2 separate regions of the Anas platyrhynchos genome follow, and region 2 is linked to region 1. A link is a contact called in public Hi-C data. All regions are on one chromosome and are shown on one strand. Each heading gives the region's core, a stretch centred on a gene start, on an enhancer-like site or on the middle of the called end of the contact. The rest is flanking DNA. Distances are from core to core; before and after follow the strand shown.

Region 1 (4,277 bases), core at 1,049-3,548:
TGTGTGTTCCTATGAATGGAAAGAGATGATGAGAAAGCTTGAGCTTCATTCACAGCTGTCCACCTACATGACATTTTAGGCCAGGCTCTCATCTTTTGGCACACAACAGCAAGATTACAAGACCAGAACTCCATGGAGTTCCATGACCACCACTCAGCACCTTTGCCTTGGTTTTGCAGCTTGTTGGAAATGTCCTGTGCCAGAATAACCACCAACCTCAGGATGTGGTGGCTCCACACATCCCTTTTTTCCAGCAGGTTAGATGTTGTCTGAGGTCAACCCACCACAGTCCTTTTTGGCACCACTCAACGTGGGGCTTGAAGAAGTCTTGGGAGAAACAAAGGTGTGTTTTTTGCAGTAGAAGGTGTTTTTGCAGTGGAAAATTCCACTAACCATGCATACTCAAAAATGATTGTGTGGCATAGCAGTGGGGAGTATGTTAAGCATATAAGGGGATGGTCCCACTGTCCCAAAATAAGGAGTTTAGCTAAGGAAAACAGGATGAGCAGTATGAAGTCAGTAAATACAAAAATCACGGACCCTCTAGTCACAAGAGAAGAAGGAAAAAAAAGGAAAAGGAGGAATTAACAGTTGGTCAAATCAAATTGTACACATACGGTATAGAAGTGCGTCGAGTAGGTTGTGAACCTGTGGTACTCAGACAACGAGGAAACAGGAGAAACCAGGTGTTGGGTAATAGGGAATATAAGGTTATAATAAAATTTTACTGTGTGCTCCTGCTTGCAGGACTCCCGCCGTTGCAATCATGAATAAAATAGCTTCACAGAAGATCCTGTCTGAAGAAAATTATTGAGATTTTTTTCTCACATTATTTTGCCTCTAGGGTTCAAGAGGAGGCTTGTAGGGCACCCTAGAGTACCCTTGAAGGCCTCTAGGACATCCTAAAGGACACTGGGAGTCACTGGGAGGCATTCAGAAGGAGCTAGAGGGCACTGGGTGGCCCTGGTAGACCTGCAGAGGATCTAGAGTGCAGGGGAGGACCACAGGAGGCCTCAAGTGTTAACGAGAGTGCACTAGAGAGCCCTATGAGGCCTCCAGAGGGCTCTAGATCCCAGGAAACGTCCTTATTTTGCCTCCAGGTTACAAGAGGAGGCTCATAGGGTGTCCTATAGTGCCCTGGGAGGCCTCTAGGGCATCCCTGAGGATACTGGGTGTCACCAGAAGGCTTTTGTACACATTGGCGCTAACCCTAACCCTGACACTTTTTTGTGTCAGGGTTAGGGTTATGGCTGTCAGCCCCTCTGTTGTTAGCTAGCCAAGTGGCCTCTGGTAGATTTATGTCCCAGTGTTTCCACACCCCAGCACCCAGTGCTCGTAACATAGTCTTTAACAGTCCATTGTACCTCTCAGCCTTCCCAGAGGCTTGCGGGTGATAAGAGATGTGATACACCCACGTTCTCAAAGAGAGAAGGCGCAGAGTCCTGTTGCATGTGGGATTGCAAAAAGGCTCCCCAAGGGAGTTCAGGTCTACCCAAAGGCTTCTGTTCGGAGCACTTTCTGATGGGAGAACTTGGCAAGGGACATGTTTTTTTGGGTCATACTTAGGGTTAGGGTTATAGATGTTTTTTTTGGAAAGAGAAAGTGCAGAGTCAGAGCCTCCCTGGGGCTGCATTGCAGGGTCACCAGGACCAACCTGTGCAGCCCCATGCCCATCCTGGTGAGGCTGTAAGGAGCCTCTTGTCCCAGAACTCACCTCACTTGGCTCACACGAGGCAAGTTTCTGTGCACAGACAAAACAAAAGCCCTGGGATTTGTCCAGCTTCGGCTCCAACACAAAACCTTCTGCCAGCTCTCCTGGAGGCAGTTAAGGAAAGCTGCCCTGGGAAGGCAGCATACATGGCTCGTTATCACAGAGATAGCCTGGGCCCTCCCGTCTCCTCCAGTAACAACACAACAGCCCAAAGTTTGTCTCACTTTTATTTACATAATTGCACAGCCCGTTTCCCCATGACACTGGAATGTGGCGGGTCAGAGACACTGATTTCCCACATTCACAAGCTGAACATCTCCTCTGGGAAGGAGAAGAAGAACTCAAAGAGTCACTATTGGGTTTTGCAGGGGCACATGCAACAACTCCAATTATTGGCAACTACAATAAAGACAATGAAGCAGAGTGAAGCCATGGCCGTGCAGCAGCACAGGGCCAGGTCCCATCTGCCCCAGCCAGGGACTTCTGGCTTTCACAGTTGCATATTTGGATCAACAGTGGGTTTCCTAGCCGGAACAACTGGCTCCTTTAAGTCCTTACTATGGGAACGTGGTGTGGGAGTGCACATCCTTACATACCTGCCAGAACTAGATGCGTTGGAAGACAAAGCTCCTGGGAGGCAGCCAGGGCTGGGAAGGTTAAACCAGATCCCCAGATTTTTGTTGCAGCGGGAATGTCTCGGTGACACGGGTTTTGTTAGGACAGGCTGAGTGCAGGGGTACCTAGGACAAGGCAGGGTGGTGCTGCGGTGCCCACTGCCAAGGGAAAGGAGGCAGCACCCGCGTTGGATCTGCAGCTCCCTTCCCGCAGTGCAGCCAGCAGAGCTGGGGGCAGAGGGCCCACTGCATGGCCTCGGTGCACAGACAAACCTCCACGCAGGGGGAGCAGCAGGCAGGAGCTGGGGGCAGCAGGAACAGTTGATTTGAAGTGAGCACTTGTAGGATGCTGAGGCTGGACTGAAGAGGCCTCCTCACTGCAAGCCTCCAGGAGCACGAGGGGCCAAGCCCCCACTTCGTGACAGCTGAAAGGCAGGGAAGGTGCCCGGGGTAAGCAGCAGAAGGGAACAGGCCAGACAGGGCCTAGCAGAGAGAGGGGAACAGAGACACACAGCCCGGCTGTGCCACAGCATTCAGCCCATGATCCAATGAGACCCTCGTGCTCAGAGCAGAGACCTGCCCACAGCTGCACAGGTTTTGCTGCAGGATGTGCTGGGGTACCACTGAGCCACATGAATAACCATGGGCCAGGAGATAAAAGGAGGAAAGCAGACACAGAGCCAGCCCTGGGGTTGGAGCAATCCTATTCAGAGAGAGAGGATACTGGCCACTGCTGCTCGTGTCCACCAGGGACTTCCAGCCTAGGGTCAGGCAGAAAAAAAAACAAACCAAACCAAACAAAACAAAACAAAAAAAAAACAACCAAGGAACAGGGGCACACAAGGAAAAATATCCAGCTTTGCAGCTAGAAGGAAGCAGGAACAGCACGTGGTGCTGCCAATTCAAGAAATTACAGGCCTCAGTCTTGCAGGGCATCAACTGATCCACTTGGGATCAGGAAAGGAACTGAGGGACACGCTCTGTGACCACCCACTGCAAAGACACCCTTGGAGCCTGCCTCCTCCCTGCTTTCTACCCTCACTGCTGCGGGACCAGGAGCTGTCTCATGCTTGAGCAGCTGCACTCAGCAGAGCAGTGCCAATGCTGGCATCCTTACGGTCTGTTCTGCAAGCAGGGCTCGGGAGAGCACAGCACCAAACACAGACATTGCCTGGCACAGCAGCGAGGAGCTGGAGAGGCACGGACTAACACCAAGCTCAGGAAGAGGGAGAGACTCTGCTATGTGCTAGAGACCTGCAGCAGATTGGCCACTCTGGGGCAGAGGGGTTTGGGAGCTGGGCATGCTGGAAATGCAGGAGGATGAAGGAGGAGGGGGAAAGCCAGCCCTGCAAGGAAAGGGACCCGGAGCCTGCACGCCTCTGGGAACCAGTGAACTTGGGGTGTTTCGCCAGAGGACACATAATGGGCAGGCAGCGAGTTCAGGGATGAACCAAATGACAGCAGCTCCTCTGCTGCCAAGGAATGTGCAAATAAAGCGCACAGAGACAGCCGAGATGTCCTGCCGAGAGCTGCAGAGCATGGCCTGTCCCTGGAAGGTATGTGGATAACTGACACTACAAGAGGTCCAGCCTCAAGATTGTGTAAGGACGTCAGCAAAAACAGAGACTCCTATTCTCAGCTTTTGGGGTTGGGAAAGAGCCTTTCTGAACCCTTTAAAAGCAAAAGGCAACGGTGGGTTTAGCTAGGATGAGCCGTCATTTCCCACCCTCAGATCCTCCATCTATCTACCTTTGTCAGACAAGCCAAGAGCTGAGCGCATCTGAGTCCTGGGGATGAGCCAGGATCTGCAGGGAAAGCATTTTGTGAGATCACGTCTGCACAGGAACAGATTTTCCGCTTTTGAAACTTATTTTGAAATCCTCAAAATTACAGTACTTTACAATACAAAATGTCTCCATTCAGTATTATGTCATTTTACTCCTTCTGGGATT
Region 2 (4,394 bases), core at 1,153-3,652, 34 kb after region 1:
TCCTCCCTTCATCTTCTAGGAAGTGGTTCTGTGTTTTTCAGAGTCAGAAGCTAAGATGTCTTAAACAGCAGAGAAAAAAGCCCCTAAATTTACACTACACTTTGTATCTCGGCTTGCAGAACTACTCCAGGCAGTCACACAGTGAGGACCTGCTGCAGTCCCTCAGGGCCAACAGGCTCTCAGAGCCCGTATCCAGCCTCTCCTTCCCCAGTTCCCAGATCGTGCTGGAAGCATTTGGGGTTGATTCTGGCCATGCTGTCTGAAGGAATCTTTGCAAATTCCTCCTGGGGAAACATCGTGTCCTCCACTAGCTTGATCCAGGCCAGCATCAATAACCTGGAATAAGAAAACCCCTCTCCCAGCATCTCTTAAGGCAAGGGCTCTGTCAGAAGCTGTTTACGATCGGTACATTCATGACTCTGCTCCTCTGCTCGGCCTCCTTGGTGTCCAGCACGGGGTGACCTCAGTCTGCAGCCTCAGTGCAATTCCACAGCAAAATAAAACCAACGAACACAGCCAAGCATAACAGAAACAAGAAACCATCGGTTCTATTGCTTTTTTTTTCCTGTTTCCACTTATTTTTTCAACAACGCCAGTGGTGTTGATCAGCGAGCCCCGCAGATAACCCAGATTTCACAGCTGGTACTCAACATCCACGGCACACACGTGAAGCACACACAGGCTTCCCGTGCTGCCTGGCCCACAGTTGCTGGCCTCAATGCTCCAGCCCACGCCTGCGGGAAGCTGGACCTGGCACCCTCAATTTGGGTTATTAAATTCACTGCTGCGGTGCATGTGACAAAGGGATTTTCCAGTCCCAGCTCCTCTCCCTCCACTCCTGTTTCTGAAGGGCTCCTTACCATCAGTGCTTCAAGTGCACCTGGAAAAGCAGGGCTTTGCTAGTCCTGCACTCTGCCCTGCAGCTGTCTCCGTAATCCTTTGGAGATACAAGAACTGTATTCAGACACTTAAGCTTTGGAAAGACGAGGCTCACATCCAGCTGTTGGAAGGATTACTCCATGCGTGTGCAAGCCTGACAGCCACGCAGGGTCGCACGTCCCTGGGAGCAGGGTGAAGGGGACCGGCCACGGCCACCGGAGCTGACCCAGCACAGCGGCATCACCAGGACTCCTGGCAAGAGTCTGGAAAGGGTCTGGAAGATGGGGAAAGTGCTGGAAAACAGATCCGAAGGGAAAGGCGCACAGAAACACTTCGTGGGAGAAGAGAGGAGCAGAATCAGAGCCCTGAAGAAAACAGGGCCGAGAGGGGGGGAACAAACAGCCCCGTGAGCACAAGGGAGGGATACGTGAGGGATATGGGGCGGGAGGAGAAGTGGGTTCCTAACTGGGGGATCTCTCTCGCACGTGCTGGAGCAGGACAGCCGGTTCTTCATCCAGTTGGACTTGATGATCCTTAAGGGTCCCTTCCAACTCAGGATATTCTATGATTCTATGATTCTATGATTCTTGGGGTGAAGCAGCCACAGCTCCAAACGCCACCGTGCCCGATGAGCGGCCAGAGCTGCTCCTGCTGGCCCCGACACCGCTGCCCATGGGTCCCCACCTGTCTCAGCCCCACAAGGCTTCCTACAAGGTGCGGGGCAGCCGGGGCCGTCCTGAGGGGCAGCGTCCAGCCCGGAGCCGTGACATTTCCACAGGTCGCCCTGCTCAAAGCAGCCTCGGCCAAAGACCCCCGCGGGGTTTTTGGGTTTCCCGTGGGGGTCCCGGCCCCGGGCAGAGCCCAGCGGAGGGGAGCAGAGGGCTCGGAGGCCGGGAGGGCCCCTCCAATGTCACGGCCATCTTCCTCCGCCACCGGCCGGCTCGCCCCTGGGACGCGTGCCGTGATCCAGCAGTTTTTGGCCTCCGCCGCCGCCGGTTGAGACGTCAAAAATAAGAAAAATAAGAATAATAATAACAAAAAATTTAAAAAAAACGGCTGAGAGGAGACGGCGAAACTTCAGGGAGGCCAACCCGGAGCCACGCAGGCCCCGCGGGGTCGGGAGGTGGGAGCGGAGCCGCTGCGGGACGGGCACGGAGCGAGGAGGGAACCGCGGGGGCCGGTTTGGAGCCCCCCCCGCCCCCCGTTCGCCACCCCGGGGCCGGTCCCCGACGGCTCCCAGCGGCTGCGGGACCCCCGGGGCCGGGCTCACCCGGAGCCTCCCCCCCCCACCGCTGCGGGGCCCAGCCCCGATCCCGGCCCCGGTCCCGGTGCGGCCGCTTCGTGCCCGGAGCCGCCCCCGCCCCCCCCGCCCCGTACCTGCGGTCCCGGCGCCCGCGGCCCCTCAGCGCGGTGCGCGCCGCCCCATCGCCGGCTCCTGCGGCCGCCGGGCCCCGCCCACCCGGGCCCCGCCCTTCGCGGTAGTGGGCGGGGCCTCCTCCCCGCCCGCCAGCCAATCGCCGCGCCGCCTCGACGCCGGGTCCCCCGCCCGCACCAATGGGCAGCGCCGACAGGGGGCCGGCGGCGCGACGCGACCACGCTGGCAACAGGAGGCGGCCAATAGGGGAGCGGCTCGGGGGGTGAGGCCACGCCCCTACGAGTGGCAGCGCCCCCATTCATAACCACGCCCGTAGGGGGCGGGGCCGGGAGATGCCACGCCCATAAGGGGCGGGGCCATGGCGGGGCCACGCCCCCTGCTCGGCCCAGGCCCAGGCACCCCAATGCCCACCCCAGCCCCTGCCCCCTCCTGCTGGCAGCGGGCATGGGGGAGCACAGAGCAGCCCTCACACCAGAGCCTCCCCCAGAGTCAAAAACCAAAGGAAATCTCTTTGAGGAGGCCGGGAAGCTGCCAAGCTGCTTCTCAACCTCGTACGGCAGTCGATCACCTCAATCAACTCCCCATCAAGAACAGGATTTGGAAAGCAAACACATTGACACGGCACCCTGGGCTAGAAGGCTTCTCCGCTGCAGGATTATTCACACCACTCAACTCATTTATTAGAAGTTCAACAAGCAGAAGTTCAACAATCAAGGAGCCCAGCTCCTCCCGTGGCTCTTAAAGGAGAGATTTTCAGGATCTCAGCACTCCCTCTCCCTGACGCCACGCTCACCCTTCTAAATAGGGCCACCAAAAAGAAGTTTCCATCTCCCACTTGCTGCACTTCGTCCCAAGAGGATGTTATTCAAGTACATACCAAGTGCTCAAAGTGCTTCCTGGACTGGGACACCCTTAGGACAGATTCCTGTGGTGTCCAAGGAGGAATTCAGACCATCAGTCGCTGGGATTAGGCTGCAAGCATGCAGCCCTTTGTCTGGAGTGTATCCCCTAAACAAAGCTGAAAAGGGAAAGGGTAGGCACCACCTTGGCTTTGAACTACAGCCCTCTAGGTGCATATACTAAAAAATTGAAGGCATTGGTCTGGAAATCTTATAAAAGAAAAGCCATCAGAGTTAACCGCCCTTAATTTTATTACATAACCAGACAGAACAGTTGAGACTGGAATGTCAGATTTCCCCTTCGAGCACAATTTACAGTTTCATATTTGCTTTGTATCAGAAAATACTTCAGCTCGCTAACATGCAGGTAGGATTCATCAAGTGAGGCACGTTCTCCAAATCTGGAAGAATACAGAGCAAAAATTCACTGCAAATTGCTTCACTAGCCTTCAGAGAGCAGCAGATTGCCTCCAACTCTTCCTTGAGATCATTTCACCCAGTATTGCCTCGCCATAACATTCAGTGGTTACCAGAGGGATGCAAGTGTAAGAGCTAGTGAATGATGAAAAGCCATCATCATAGAGAGTTTCCACAAGCTAGCAAGAGACTGACTACATGAAGTTGTGGTAACATTCTTCCCATTCAGCAAAACAAAATATTATAGTAGTTAACCCTGCTGACGACAGGTCTGTTACATCAGGTGAAGTACAATCATTTGAGAATTACAGTTTGCAATTCAGTAAAACAGAATAAGAGGGAAACAACAGGTTAGTAGTTCAGTGAAATCTTAATATTATGCATTTTAGTAAAGGTCAAGAAGATTATGCACAAGGTCAATAGTGAAAGATCATGAAAAGAAAGTTCAAGATGCTATGGTTCTGCCGAAGTTTTACAAAATGTATAAAGTATTGTGTTTCTCTAACAACAACCAAACCCTTACAAGTGCAGGTATATACATGACATGAAAATATTGCTTCACTCACTCAAAACAGGGTAGGGGAGATCTAGAGAAAAAGCAGCATGCAAAAAAATTCTGGAACTAGAGAAGATCCTGCGTTCAGACACTGATCTACAGTACAAAATAAGCCTACTTGTACAGGTTGCAAACATTTTTTTTCAAAGGAATATGCTGGCACTTACTGTACAATAATGTTAACTGATTAACATAAGCCATGAATAAATATTAAACCACTTCATAAAGCCTGCATAAGCAGCACAGGCATTCATGGTGGCAGAAAAAG

What was found. Hi-C and Micro-C count contacts between places; a contact is called where the count stands out from the background.
Region 2: a contact with region 1 is called in a Hi-C map of liver, with 1.7 times the contacts expected there. The contact joins the promoter of MARCHF2 here to the enhancer-like site in region 1. A contact is called at or near these places in 2 of 8 Hi-C or Micro-C datasets (liver and subcutaneous adipose tissue).

Annotation. Positions count from the first base shown.
Region 1 is chr29:3,989,438-3,993,714 of IASCAAS_PekinDuck_T2T, forward strand. MARCHF2 (membrane associated ring-CH-type finger 2) reads right to left here. Exons shown (of 5, transcript XM_027472651.3): 5 at 1,925-4,277. LOC101804439 (butyrophilin subfamily 1 member A1) reads left to right here. Exons shown (of 7, transcript XM_027472649.3): 7 at 1-789. Among named protein-coding and RNA genes, the nearest start is that of GP1BA, 28 kb to the left of the region's middle. Within about 2 kb of position 2,299, at least 3 of the 8 cell types and tissues checked have an H3K27ac peak or open chromatin away from gene starts, as enhancers often do.
Region 2 is chr29:4,023,461-4,027,854 of IASCAAS_PekinDuck_T2T, forward strand. MARCHF2 (membrane associated ring-CH-type finger 2) reads right to left here and starts at 2,403. Exons shown (of 5, transcript XM_027472651.3): 1 at 2,257-2,403. It overlaps RAB11B (RAB11B, member RAS oncogene family), which reads right to left. Exons shown (of 5, transcript XM_027472087.3): 5 at 3,388-4,394.